Regions from separate parts of the Mus musculus genome. Here regions 2, 3 and 4 are each linked to region 1. The links are chromatin contacts, called in public promoter capture Hi-C maps. All regions are on one chromosome and are shown on one strand. The core of a region is the stretch at or near the end of the contact, and the rest is flanking DNA. Distances in the headings are between cores, read along the strand shown.

What was found. Promoter capture Hi-C pulls out the DNA fragments that hold promoters and counts their contacts.
Region 2: a promoter capture Hi-C map of cranial neural crest shows a contact between it and region 1. The contact joins the promoter of Ppp2r5d here to the promoter of Prrc2a in region 1.
Region 3: a contact with region 1 is called in a promoter capture Hi-C map of hippocampal neurons, with 3 times the contacts expected there. The contact joins the promoter of Pkd1 here to the promoter of Prrc2a in region 1. A contact is called at or near these places in 4 of 39 promoter capture datasets (cranial neural crest, frontonasal cranial neural crest, hippocampal neurons and 1 more).
Region 4: a contact with region 1 is called in a promoter capture Hi-C map of cranial neural crest. The contact joins the promoter of Tbl3 here to the promoter of Prrc2a in region 1. A contact is called at or near these places in 3 of 39 promoter capture datasets (cranial neural crest, embryonic stem cells and maxillary cranial neural crest).

What each region holds. Positions count from the first base shown.
Region 1 is chr17:35,163,290-35,166,676 of GRCm38.p6, reverse strand. It overlaps Prrc2a (proline-rich coiled-coil 2A), which reads left to right and starts at 1,800. Exons shown (of 31, transcript NM_020027.3): 1 at 1,800-1,942.
Region 2 is chr17:46,703,089-46,706,475 of GRCm38.p6, reverse strand. It overlaps Ppp2r5d (protein phosphatase 2, regulatory subunit B', delta), which reads left to right and starts at 1,474. Exons shown (of 15, transcript NM_009358.3): 1 at 1,474-1,643. The coding sequence starts at 1,617. It overlaps Gm52314 (a long non-coding RNA gene), which reads right to left and starts at 851. Exons shown (of 2, transcript XR_003952400.1): 1 at 768-851.
Region 3 is chr17:24,548,311-24,551,697 of GRCm38.p6, reverse strand. Pkd1 (polycystin 1, transient receptor poteintial channel interacting) reads right to left here and starts at 1,748. Exons shown (of 46, transcript NM_013630.2): 1 at 1,221-1,748. The coding sequence starts at 1,435. LOC115488769 (a long non-coding RNA gene) reads right to left here and starts at 1,214. Exons shown (of 2, transcript XR_003952238.1): 1 at 1-1,214.
Region 4 is chr17:24,705,799-24,709,185 of GRCm38.p6, reverse strand. Tbl3 (transducin (beta)-like 3) reads left to right here and starts at 1,533. Exons shown (of 22, transcript NM_145396.4): 1 at 1,533-1,662; 2 at 3,020-3,071; 3 at 3,156-3,251; 4 at 3,338-3,385. The coding sequence starts at 1,622.

The sequences.
Region 1 (3,387 bases), core at 551-3,050:
GTGTGTGGGGGGGTGGTACATATGGAGGCCAGAGAGCAACCTTGGCTGCCATTTCCCAGATCATGCCCACCTTGGTTTTGTGTGTGTGGTTTTGAGATGAGTTCTCTCTTCTCTCATGGCCTTGACCTACCTATGAGAGTGTGGCGGCAGGCCAGTGAGTCCTAGGGGATCCATCCGTCTCTCGCCTCTACAGCACTGGAACTACGGCGGACGCCAAGTGCTTCTTTCTCCCTCCCCCCCTACTCTCTCTCCCCATATATCTTTTAACCTGCTCCCACCAGGACAGTCAGGTTATTCCTCTGCCTCTACAATATCCCATGCATGTCTCTGGTACTTCAAACTGTTACTGATGACCACTGGAGAGATGGCTCAGCACTTGCTGTTCTTTCAGAGGACCTGGATTCGATCCCCAACACCTACATCTGGGAACTCACAATCACCAGTAATTCCAGTTCAAAGAGATCTGAACTCCTCTTGGTACAGGAACCAAGAACCCAGGTGGCACCAGGAACCCACTTGGTACATATGCATATATGTAGATATGCATACAAATAAAATAAAAACAAATAAATGTTTCTAGAGTTAGGAAAATGGCTCAGCGGATGAAATGCTTGCTAACAAGCATGAGGACCTAAGTTTGGACCTCCTGTACTCATGTCCAGGCTGGGCAGATCACTCCTGTCTGTAACTTCAGCACCGGGATGCAGAGATAGAAAGATCTCAAGCTCTTTGGCCAGTCCATATGGAATCTGAGCTCAGCCATCCAAGTATCAAGATTCACTGAAAGATGAAAAGAATGTCTCAAAAAATAAAGTGTTTGCGCGAGCCCTCTGGACGTCAACCTCTGGTTTGTAAAGGCCAGTGAGCACCCACCAATATACATAAAAATTCACAGGAAAATGTTGAGTAAGTGTAAGTGTGGTGAGAGGCAAAGATTTCTACAGTCAAGTACTAAGAAACAAAGAGGGGAAGTAGTACGACCTTTAAAGCTGAAACTCATTGTTGAAGGAACATTAATTATAAAAACAGTTTTTAAAACTATTGAGCATAAAAATTAAATGTCAAATATCCGCCGTAGTTAGTCGCTGCTAAAATTTGGAAGAGTAGGTCATTCCTTGCCTTTGTTCAAATTGTTTGCATATATTATGCAAATACCCAGAACCATTCGAAGAACGCCTACTCGAAGAAAGTCAATGATACACTCCTCTGGACCCTTTGATTGGCTTGCCTATCCACTTCATTTGCATGACGTGATTTGATAACTGGAAAGCCCCGCCTCCCTGACGCGTTTACCTCTCACGAATGGACACCAGACCTGAAATTCTTCCAGGGTCTATGTAACTCCGCCCTCGACTAACTAATCCCTTCCATTCGTCGCAGTTCTTTCCGTCTTCTCCGCTGAGAGTGACCGGGGCCTAGCATCCCTTCCCTGCGTGTCTCTCGGCTCCCAGCCGTCCGCGGACCAACTACGCATGCGCATCCTTTTTCTCCCACCATCCGTCGTGTAAATTCTGCGCCCCAACGGCCTCGCATTCCGCCCGGTCTACGCGTCTCAACTGCCGACGCCAAGACGTCTCCCTAGCCAACCGGCGTCCTAGCGTCTGTAAGTCCCTCCCCTTTATGCAAATATCCTCCACACACTGCCTTTATTTTTTTAAAGTAGGGACAGCCCTGAAGAGCGGAGGGGTCGGAGAGTAAGGGCTCCGCCCCCTATGCAAATAAGGGGGCGTGCCCAGCCGCGGAGGGAGGCGGGAGGTGGGGGGTGTTCCCGGGGGCGGCGGTTGCCCGGATGGGCCGTTAGTCGGAGCCCAGCCGCGGAGTGAGCGAGGGAGACGGGAGGAGCCGAGCGCGGCGCCATCCGCCGCCATCCGCCCCCGCCCCGCCGCCATCCGCCCCGGGAAGCCTTTGAGCCCGGGTCCCGGACCCCCACGCACCCGGCTAGGTGAGTCTGGGCGAGCTGGGCGCTGACGCCCTTTCCGGCGCGGGGCGGCGGCAGCGGCGGCGGCGGGCCGGGGGAGAAGCTGCCATCAGCCGCCGCCATCTTGTCCTCCTGCCGCCGGCCTGCCCCTCCCCCTCGGCCTGCGCCGGCCGCTCCCAGGCCGCTGTGGAGGGCTGGGGGCGGCCGCGGCCCAGCAGCCTGCTCCTCAGGGCACGACCGCGCTCCAGGCCGCGGTTCCTGCTCGCGTCGCGCCCTCGGCCCCTCGGCCGGCCCGGGGCCCCTCCGCCGCCTGTAGACCTACCCTTTGAGGGGCTCTTGGTGTTTCTGGAGCCCTTGCTGCCACCCGGCGCTATGGCTCCCGGTCTTTCTTGGTCTTTGCGTCGAGTCACTCTGGTTCTGGAGCCCCGCTTTCGGCCAGCATCTTCGCCTTTCTGCGTCCCCCAAGCCTCTGCGTTCCCTTTTCCCCCCATGGCCCTATCTCCTCCTCTTCCCTCTTTTCTTCTGAGCTCCCCTGACACTGCCCCTTGTCAGCCTTCCTCAGCCGTTCCTGCTTCCCTCCCTGCTTTCTGCTTGATTCTCTCTTTAGCAGTTGAAATCTGTCTGCTCTACGGTTTTTCTGCTTTCTCCCCCTTTCATGGTAGATTTCAGATTGCCTTCCTTAAGTGCCTAGAGAGCAACCCCTGTCTTCTTTTCTCTGGCTTGTGGTAAAGTTAGTTCTCTCCCCGATTTTGGCTTTCATCCTAGGCCTGCATGCTTTCTTGCTATCTTCCATCTCTTTTTCACACTGTTCCCACCCACAAATGAATGCCCGGTCACTCGAGGATGGATTCAGATGTAGAGTTTTTCCTGCCTGAGGAGTAAGGGCTGTTAGGGGAACAAATGACTGCTTATGAAGAGACTGGATGAGGATAAAAATGGTAGTTGGTTCTGGGTTTGGCCTCTGCTGCCTGGCCCATGGTTACAGGGTGTTGTCGAGGTAGCTCCGTCATGCTGTGGTTTTCCTCAGTTTTACATGGGGTCCACTAGTTTTTTGTTTTTTTGTTTTTTTCTGCCAGCAGAATTGTTTCCAAGAGCCTGTGTGGGGGCTATGTAAGGAATAGATGGAATATTTTGCATCCAGGGGTTCTGTGGAGCCCCTGTTGTTTAGTAAGGCTTAGTCTGGCACCAGCTCCTGGTCTGAGAGCAAGCTCATAAAAATCCTTAAGCTCCCAGCATACCTTCCTTCAAACCTCCCAGATGGGACTTAAGGCTGCTGGGAATGAAACCTGGGACACAGGGCCCTGGGGCGTGATTAGGGAGCTGGTGTCTAATAGGTTGACAATCTGAAGTTCTTGTACTTGCTCGATAGAGTTGTGTACCTCATTCTGGTTTTCTCTGGGGCTTTGACTTGGTTGTTCAATTTAATCGTATGTCTCTGAAATTATTTTGGAGGAGTGTAAGATTAGTTG
Region 2 (3,387 bases), core at 225-2,724, about 12 Mb before region 1:
AGAGCAGCAAGTACTCTTAACCACTGAGCCTTGTCTTTTTTTCCATTCTGTTCTTGAAGTTTTAAAATTGTGTGTGTGTATGTATGTATGTATGTATGTATGTATGCATGTGTCTATCAGGTCCCTTGGGGCTGGAGTTACAGGCAATTGTGAAGCAGCTAATGTGGGTGCTGGGAACTGAATTCAGGTCTTTTGGAAGAGCACCATCTTCCCAGCCCCCATCTTTCCCAATATTGGGGCTACTGCTCTTTGTGTAAGGATGATTGACTATTGTTTGGTTATCATGCTCCTGGGGGAATCCAAGACCTCTTTCCTGGGGAACAAACGGCCACAGGCTTATTTGTAACTTTTTAGTTCTGAGAGTTGTTTCTTTGTTGTTGTTGTTTGTGGTGGCGGGTAGGTTTTTTTTTTTTTTTTTTTTTGTCTTTTTTTTTTCTTTCTTTTAAGAGGTTCTTATTGTAGTCCAAACTGGTCTGCAACTGGCTATAGTTAAGGCTGGTCTGTAACGCCTGATCATCCTGCCTCTATCTTCCAAGAGGTGGGGTTACAGGGGCAAACCCATCACACCCAGCTCGCAGATTTATTTTTGATGGACCTCCTCCAGTTCTTTAATGTAATCTATTGGCTACTAGGATAACTAAAATATATTCCTCCATGTCATTCTGAGGTTTGTGTAATTTATGTGATTGTATTTTAATCGTCTCTTAATACGAGTCTGTGAACCTCATTAGAGTGGGAACTACCTGAGGGCAAGAACCCAGTCTTACCCACTTGAACACTAGCTTGGGTGCGGCGGCGGCTCAGGGCTCAGGTAGGGAACGATGAGGCTGCTTTTTCACTTCATTCTCAGTGGCTCCAAACGCAGCTGTTTTACCGATTCCAGCACCCTTCCAGCAGCTACAGGGACCCACGTCTTGAAGCTGCAGCAAACCAGGGTTTCTTATTTTATTTCAGCCCGGTTCCACCGCTGATAGGCTTTCCCCTCTGCTCCTCTGCAACTGTGATCTAGGACAGACTTGATGAATGCCCGGGAGTACCCTTGGGAGTCTTCTCTATCATTTCACGTGTGCAATTTGAGCTACTTTAAATTCCTGTGAAGAAAGGTGCCCTTTTCGTGTTAGGGCCTTTTTCCTCCAGTCCGTACGAAGCAGGGCAGGTAGAAGAGCAGGGGAGAACATGAGAGCCACTTCTGGAGGGAAGGAGCAGAGCTCAAAGGACTGAAGAATAGCAGAGGACGACGCACAAGGCGACGCCGGAGAACAGATCTGCTAGCCAAGCTCGGGTTTCCCCATGGCTCCGCCTCCTCCACGAAGCCCGACCCTTTTCAGGGCGGGACCTTCCACTCCAGCCAATTCTGGGAGCCGAACCCTGGCGGTTTGTACTCTTTCTTTCCAATGAGAAAAAAGGGAAGCTGCTTGGCTCCAATGACCAATCCGAGGAGGCGGCTCCTGGTTCTCAGGCAGGTTTGTAAGAGTTCGGGCCAATTGGAAGCGCAGCCACGGCTCGGCCCGGGCGCAGCGCGCAGGCGGTGGCGAAGAGACGCCGAGCGGGCCGAGTGTGGCCGAGCAGAGCCGGAGCGGGGCCGCAGGAGCCGGGCCGGGTGTGGACCGGCCGAGATGTCCTATAAACTGAAGAAGGATAAGGTGAGCGTGGCCTTTCCCCTTGCGCCTCCGCCGCCGGGCCTGCGCGCAGCTCTGGGAGGGGCCCGAGGCAGGCCCGGGACAGCCTCAGACTGACCCTCTGGTCCGGCCCCCCGCAGCACTCCCGCGGCCAGCCCCAGGGCCGCGCGACTGCCAGCACCCCCAGTCCGTGCAGCAGCTGGGACAGCTCTCCGTCTTTGCCCGGACAGATTTCCCCCCACCTATCCCTCTTCCCTTCCTCTTTGCTCCTATCCCCGGCCCCCTCCAGATCTGCTCCACTCCCGGCTCACTCCCTTGCTTTTTCTCCCCGCCTTTATCTGTCCCCGATCCCCCACGGTTTGGGACAGTGCTCATTTAAGACCGCATTTCCCTCCAGTACTTCCCCCACCCCCGCCCTGAGCAGCCCCTTCCCTCTTCTCCTCACCAGCTTAAAAGACGGCCTCTCCACAGTTCTGTACAGTCCCTCCTTCCCCCCCCCCGCCCCCCCACGACAAGCCCCTGACCTAGAACCGCTCTGCTTTCTCTCTCCTCCGCCCAAATCTGGCCTAGGCCCCTCCCTCGAGTCTTCCTTTACACACAAACTTGTAAGCCAGGACCGAGCCCTTCTTCTGTTGATGGAACCCCAGAACGTCTGTGCTGGAAGGGAGCTTTGGAGCACATGCAGACTAGCATGCTAGTGGTACAGATGAGGAGACTGAGGCCGGGTCAGGGGAAGGGACTTGTCCAAGGTCACACATCCTGCTGGAGGCCCAGCTGCAATATCAGGTCTCCCAACTTGGAGGGCTCTTCTGTGCAAGTGCCTAACTGGCATCAGCTGGCTTCCATGTTCACCCTAGACGGGACTCGGTTTCTAATCTGTTAGAGGCTCCTCCCTGTATTCCTTAGGATAACCTTTGCATTTCCTTTTTTTGCACCAGGACAGGATTTCTCCCTTTCTTCTGGCCTGTTCTGTTTAGTTTTCTTCTCATTCTGCCGTCCAGTACACTCGGTTTCTTTATTATTTGCAGTGGCAGAGATCAGACCCAGGGTCTTGCACATGCTAAGCATGTGCAGTACCATTGGGCTACACTCCCAACCCCACAGGCCATTTCTTGATGTTACCGTCTTTTGCCATCTTTTGCCTCCAAACCACCCTGACCTGTCCCTGCCTTTCCCTTTGTTTGCTGCTCTTGCTTGATCTGTGGTTCTTCTGAGAAGCAGACTCAGCTGGGGAGGCTGGAACTGGTCTTCAGACTCCCCAGCTTTTGGGCTGGCCCCTTGTGTTGGGCTGGCTCTGGCCTGGTCTCGTGGTCCACTCTCCTGATGACCCCAGAGGTGGATTGCATTCATTTTTCCCCTGATGGATGCTGGGCTACCATCTCTAACCATATCAGTCAAACTCTTTATCCCGGGGCTGTTGTGTGTTTGCCAGGAGGCTCTGCTTCTGGGCTGTCACTGTCTCGGTCTGAGAGTTAGATAGAGCACAGGACAGGGGGTGGTGAGCCAGGCAAAGTTGTGTGCCCTACCTGGGTCTTATCCTTGGGGAGTGGGCTTGCCAATGGGCGCCATCCAGCAATAGAAACTGTGCACTCAAGATAGCTAAGCCCGGGACTGGGGCTGTGGAGTTCAGAGGAAGGGGTGATCTCCTTAAGCGCCTGTCGTTTCTAGTCTGTGGACCAGATCCTGTCCCATCTGTCTGGCGGCTGATTGGGAATTAGAGGGGACGTTCTTAGACTTCGTCAGGCTGTGAGTGCTTTGCTTGAGAAAG
Region 3 (3,387 bases), core at 499-2,998, about 11 Mb after region 1:
GGAATTGCAGCAAGAACTACTGTGGCTGAAGTGCCCAGGAAGTCTAAGAGGTTGGAATCAGCCGGGCAGTGGTGGTGCACACCTTTAATCCCAGCACTCGGGAGGCAAAGGCAGGCGGATTTCTGAGTTCCAGGACAGCCTGGATTACAGAGTGAGCTCCAGGACAGCCAGGGCTATACAGAGAAACCCTGTCTTGGGGGAAAAAAACAAAAACAAAACAAAACAAAACAAAAAAAAAACCGGTTGGAATCAGTTAATCCTGAGACAAATTACTGCAGTCTGCAATCTCCTCTTAACATTTTTGATCCAACCCTGGTTGCCAACACTGCAAAGGTCCAAACCTAAGCTATGATGTCTAGGCTGTGATACCTTGAAAATACATCGCATCTCCAAGCTTCTTTCCTCACCTGTAAAACAGAGGTCTGGCTCTACGCCAGAGAACTGGACTAAGAATTAAGTGTGATAATCTATAAAAAGAGACTAGTTAAGCCTGGTTCAAGATGTTGATCTCTCAGTGAGATTTGCCTGTTACTTTCAGAAGGCAAAACTGCCGAAATGGCAAATGTTTTAACCCCTCCTGGCAATTTCCCCTCCCTAAGTACCACTAGAGGCCCACATCCATCACACCCTCTACTCCCTAACACTTCTCCAGCAGTCACTATGTGTGGCCAACCTCAGGCCAGGCCGCTGGACCAACCTTTTGTCCCTTAAACATAGTCAATTCTTACACATCCATAAAATTCTTGTCGAGACTCTTCCCCTAGAGGCCAGCTCTGAGCCCCAACAGAAATCTCCAACCCCAGGATACACCTCAATTAGTCTCTAATTAACGTTTATTCCGCAACCTCCTACCACGCCCCACGCACTGTTGTAGCTCCTGTTTGAGGAGCCCCGCAACGTAAAACGTCAGTCTTCGTAGGAACTGGGATTTTTGGCTACTCTTCTGGGTCACGCCGGCTGAGGTCCAAGGTTTTCCTTATTTAGTCGGGCCGACATCCCTGCTGGAGCCTCGCCCTAGGAGCGGCCAGGCCCCGCTGCGTCTTGCGGCCCGAGCTCAGGACCGCGCCCACGCTCTGCGGCCGACAGCCCGGCAAAGCTCCAGAAGGGCTCTATCTACCTCAGCCCTGCTCCCGCCGGACCCAGTCATGATGCTCTAGCCAGGCCGCCCGCCGCCATGGCAACCGCCTGCCCGCCTGCACTGCCTCGGCGCAGCTACTCACAGCGCGGTGGCGTCAGCCGGGATGCGCAGACTCGGCCCTAGCGTCTGCAGCCAGCGGCCGGAGCAATTGACGCGGCAGGCGGCGTCGGGCGCAGGGCCGCAAAAGCAGGGGAGCGGGCAAGGCCCGCAGCCGCGCCCAGGGTCTCCGGCCAGCGCTCCGAGCCACAGGCCCAGGCCTAGGGCCAGCGCCAGGAGAGCAGGCGCGCCGAGCGGCATCGTCAGCGCAGCCCGCGCATGGCCCCGGTTCCCCGAGGCCCCTTGCGCCGGCAGCCGCAGTTCAGGAGGGGCCCGCGGACCTCATGGTGCGGCACGGGGCTGAATGCCGCGGCGGCCGTGGCCCGTCTGCGGTGCGACAGCTGCTCAGCGCTCTGGGGCAGGCCGCACCTCAGGGCCTTGGCCGCCTGCTCGCGCATTCGCGCTGCACTGCAGACCCAGCGCCAGCTCCTCCTCCTCCCCCACCTCCGGCGTGGGGCGGGGCGCCCTCAGACTCCGCCCCTGCGCTTCCAAGTTGGCTGTAGGTGGGACTGGATGAAGAGAAGGCCTTCACAGGCTCCGCCCTCTTCATTGCAGATCCTGCAGTAGGCGGGGCCTGAAGGAAGGGCGCCCTCAGAGGCTCCGCCCAGTGAGCGTGAGCCTTGGTGGGCGGGGTCTCACGGGAGGGGAGTCCTCCGGAGGCCCCGCCTTCTGCACCGCTGGGTCTGCTGCAGACCAGGCTTGAAGGTGGAGGAAGCTCCGCCCCCTCTGCTGCGGCGTTTCGAGCCCCGAGTCAGGCTGCGGTTTGAGCAGCTGCCCGCTTAGGCTGTCCCCTACCCACAACGGCTGGAGAGCTTATGGCTATTCACCCTGCTTTCCCGAGTTCCCCCTTGAAGTCCTCTGGCTGTTGAGGCCTTCTTGGAGTCAGTAGGTTTCTTCGCTCCTAGCCTTCTGCAATCAACAGTCACAATATTAAAAACACTAGTAGGTGCAGAAGAGAGGGCTCAGCACTGGGTGGTGGTGGCAAAGACTTTAATCCCAATACTCGGGTGGCAGAGGCAGGTGGATCTCTGAGTTCAGAGCCCAGCTTGGTCTACAGAGTGAGTTCCAGGACAGCTAGGGATATACCGAGAAACCCTGTGGAGGTGGGGGGTCGGTTAGCGGATAAAGGAAGCCTAATCAGCTGAGTCCTCTCCCGAAATCCACGTACACAAATCCAACTTATACAAAGTTGTCCTCTGGCCGCAACACCCTGGCCATAGCATGCGCTCTACACTGATAATAAATTAAAAAAACAAAACAAAACAAAAAACCCTGCGACCTACAGTTTCTGGGTGCCAGCTGTGCGAGCTTCCACTTCGCAAGTCTTCTCTGACCCTGGAGAGTACCGCCGACCTGAGTCAATAAATACTTGCTGCGTCATATCATGGACCTCTGCCAGAGCATGCTGCAGAGGCTCAGAAGTGATGCATGAGATTGAGCTCACCTGGAGTGGGTGCAGTTTAGCGCCGTGCCCTCCACCACTCCGCGCAGACCACCCTGCGGAGGTGCTGGGGAGACGCTGTACCACCCGCCCACCCGCCAAGCAGCTCCATCTCAGGCTTCAGTCTCCAGGTACTGTAGATCCTTGTGCGCAGGAGCTAAAGACAAAATTAAATTGAGAGAAAAGACTCCAACCATAGCACCGGGGAGTAATCCTTGAAAAAAATGTTTAGACGTCCAAATACCAAGAACTACACAGGAAATATTCAAAAAGGGAAAGAAAAATTAAATTAAAAAGGGAGAGAAAAGTCCACAAAGACAGGAAGTTGATGAGTGCCTTGAGACTGGAGGAAAGGGGTGGGACGTTCTTTGGGGCCAATAAGCATGTTTGTTCCGTAATTAGACGAGTGAATGAACAGCCTTATTAAATATATTGAAACGCACAGAAGCCGGGTGAGGTGGCACACGCCTTTAATCCCAGTACTCAGGAGGCAGGGGCAGGCAGATTTCTGAGTCCAAGGCCAGCCTGGTCTACAGAGTGAGTTCCAGGAAAGCCAGGGCTACACAGAGAAACCCTGTCTCGAAAAACAAACAAACAAACAAAACCAACTCACAGAGCATGCATGGTAGCATGCGCTTCTCAGGCCAGTACTCTAGAGTGAGAGGTTCCTAAAAGCTCCTGACCAGACTACTTAATTAATTTCTCACAGGAC
Region 4 (3,387 bases), core at 284-2,783, about 10 Mb after region 1:
AATGATAACTTGAGGGTATCAGAGAGGCTGAAACAGAAAGAGCTTGAGCCTGAAGCCAGTCTAGATTATCACACAATTCCAGACCAGCCTAAAACTAACTGAATACATAATCAGACTCTTCCTTAATCATTTTTTTTCCCGAAACAGGGTTTTTCTGTGTAGCCTTGGCTGTGCTGAAACTTATGCTATAGACAAGGCCGACCCTGAATTCAGAGATCCACCTACCTCAGCTTACTGAGTGTAAATTAATTTTCTTTTTAAGATTTATTTATGTAACCAGTGTTCTGCCTGCATGTACGACTGCAGGACAGAAGAGGGCACTAGATCTCATTATGTATGTTTGTGAGTTACCATGTGTTTCCTGGAAATTGAACTCAGGATCTCTGGAGAAGCAGTCAGCACTCTTCACCACTGAGCCCTCTCCAGCCTGCAAGTTAATTTTAAAATTTATTTATAAAGTGCTCTATCTACATATACATCTGCATGCCAGAAAGGGACATTAGATCACATTATAAACAGCTGTCAGTCACCATGTGGTTGCTGGGAATTGAACTCAGGACCTCGGGAAGAGCAGCCAATGCTCTTAACCACTGAGCTATCTCTCCAGCCCTGCAAATTATTATTATTTTTTATTTATTATTTATTATTTTTATTTTTTTGGTTTTTCGAGACAGGGTTTCTCTGTATAGCCCTGGCTGTCCTGGAACTCACTTTGTAGACCAGGCTGGCCTCGAATTCAGAAATCCGCCTCCCTCTGCCTCCCGAGTGCTGGGATTAAAGGCGTGTGCCACCACGCCCGGCTACAAATTAATTTTTAATGAAAAGAAAACAAGCCGGAAGGACACGCCTTTAAATCCAGCAGTCGCGAAGTAGAAGTAAGCAGATCTTCAATAGAACGAGTTCTAGGACAACCAGTGCTTCAGAGAATCTGTATCTCGAAAAACACAAAAGGGAGTGGGGGGAGAGGGAGGGAAGGAGGAAAGGAGAGCGAGACAGACAGACAGTTACACACACACAAACACACATCGGGTTGGGGGCGGGGCACAGAGGCGAAAGTCCTGGACAAGATCTACAGAAGCATGTGATAGGGGAAGCTTTTTTTGTTTTGTTTTGTTTTGTTTTGTTTTTGTTTTTCGAGACAGGGTTTCTCTGTATAGCCCTGGCTGTCCTGGAGCTCACTTTGTAGACCAGGCTGGCCTCGATCTCCCCAGTGCTGAGATTAAAGGCGTGCGCCACCACGCCCGGCGATAGGGGAAGCTTTAAGCACCGCCGAGACACCAATCCGTTGTTGTAAAAGACATCTTGTCTAACAAAACCAAAAGAAAAAAAAAAAAAGGACAGGACAGTTAAGGAAAGGAAAGGAAAAAGGAAAGGAAAGGAAAACAGACCCAAATGAAAACAGTAAATAAGACGTTCTACTGCCAGCTGCCAGCATCCACACTGGATATGCCTTCGGCTCCCACTCCCAGTGGCAGCAGCCGGTCTCCCGGCGCGCATGTTGATGGCGTCAAGGAGTTGCGGCTCCTGACGTCATCACCGCGTGCCTTGAAGTACAGAGTAGCACACTGGCCGGTTCACGCGGGGAGAAAGGCTGCTGAACTTGGAGGCGCTGCCCTGGGACATGGCCGAGACTGCGGCGGGATTGTGCCGCTTCAAAGCCAAGTAAGTCCTCGGAGGAGGCGCGGACCCGAAGGGAAATGGGGAGGAACCGGAAAAGGGAGCCAGGAGTTTAGGAGGGGTGTTCATTGTGATAGCGGGGGCTCTGAGTCCTGAGCTCAGTCAGTTCCCCTGTGAACAGCTGCTGTTTAGTGCTAAGATAGGAAGAGGCTCTGCCTTTATTCATAGTGTGCAGTTTTCAGATAACTAATTTCCATCTGTCACTGAGTGGAATGGATTATGGCAAGGGAGCTCTTGCAAAGAAAAGCCTCGGTGCTGACAGCATCTCTGTTGATGGGTTAACTGGTTGCAGAGTCTCCGACGCTGCTTTTATTTTGATGGGCAGACTTCCACGGACTGGACTTAGGAGGTTGGAGGGCAGAGCATTTGAATTTGGAAAGCCCAGCCCAGCCCAAATAGAGGGCAGAAGCAAATGACCTGTTATAGTGCCTGGGCCAGGAGCAGTGACGCTGTGGTGTTGACTATTAAGAAAGATAGGCAAAGCTGGGCATGGTGGCTCACGCCTTAAATCCCAGCACTCGGGAGGCAGAGGCAGGCGGATTTCTGAGTTCGAGGCCAGCATGGTCTACAAAGTGAGTTCCAGGACAGCCAGGGCTACACAGAGAAACCCTGTCTCAAAAAGCAAACAAACAAAAAAGAAAAGAAAAGAAAGAAAGGAAGGCAGGCAAAAGTCCTTCTGGGCCAGGCAGGGTAATGTCACAAAAGCATGTGAGGTGTGAAAGAAGGGGAAGTTTAGGCACTGCAGAGACACCCCTCAGTTGTTTTAGAAGTCATTAGACAACAGAGATGAAAGCGCTGGTAAGAAACTCACTGAGGAGACTGCAATGGCCACCGCCATTACCTCCCAGAAAATTTCATCGGCTTGGACCAAAGCAGTAGAGGGAGTGGAAAAGAGGGCAGCTTTAGTCAGATCCCAGAAGTCACTGTTAGTCGGGAGAAACCAAATGACACTGAGGCTGGAGGAGTGGGGTGGCATGCTGGGCCTACTGGTCAAGACTTTGAGAGTATGTTACTATTCCTGGCCTCCCACAACTAGTAGAGAGCCCCCAAAAGACCTCAGTGCTGAAGCCTGGGCTGTTGGGCTTCCTTCACCTTGAGTCAGGCCCATCTCTTCAACCTGTCTGATGACCCCATGAGAGCCACTGGGGCATGCATCTCAGCCTCTCCATAATGTGAAACATCCTCCCACGGAGATGCTTGGTTTTCACCCCCGGGTTCCTGCTGCTGCCTGGGCGCTCAGCAAGGGCAAGCATTTGTCTCATCTCTGGGAGAGCACCCAGTGGTCTGGGGGCACTGGGGCAAGGACATTAGGCCATCACTCAGCATCCTGTTCTCTTCCCAGCTATGCTGTTGAGCGAAAGATTGAACCTTTCTACAAGGGTGGGAAAGCACAGGTAACTATCCCCAGGGGCATAGCGGGGGTGGGGGGTTTAGTGAGTACTGAGTAGTTCCTTGGCTGAGACCCCTTTTGTCCCTAGCTGGACCAGACTGGCCATTACCTCTTCTGTGTCTGTGGTACCAAAGTTAACATCCTGGATGTGGCCTCAGGGGCTTTGCTTCGGAGCCTGGAGCAGGTAAGGACAGACTTGGGCAGATGTGAGAGGCCCTGGGGGAGGGCAGCATATTCTTATGGTGTTCTCTATGCCCACTCTTCCTTTAGGAGGACCAAGAGGACATTACCTCCTTTGACCTCAGTCCTGATGATGAAGT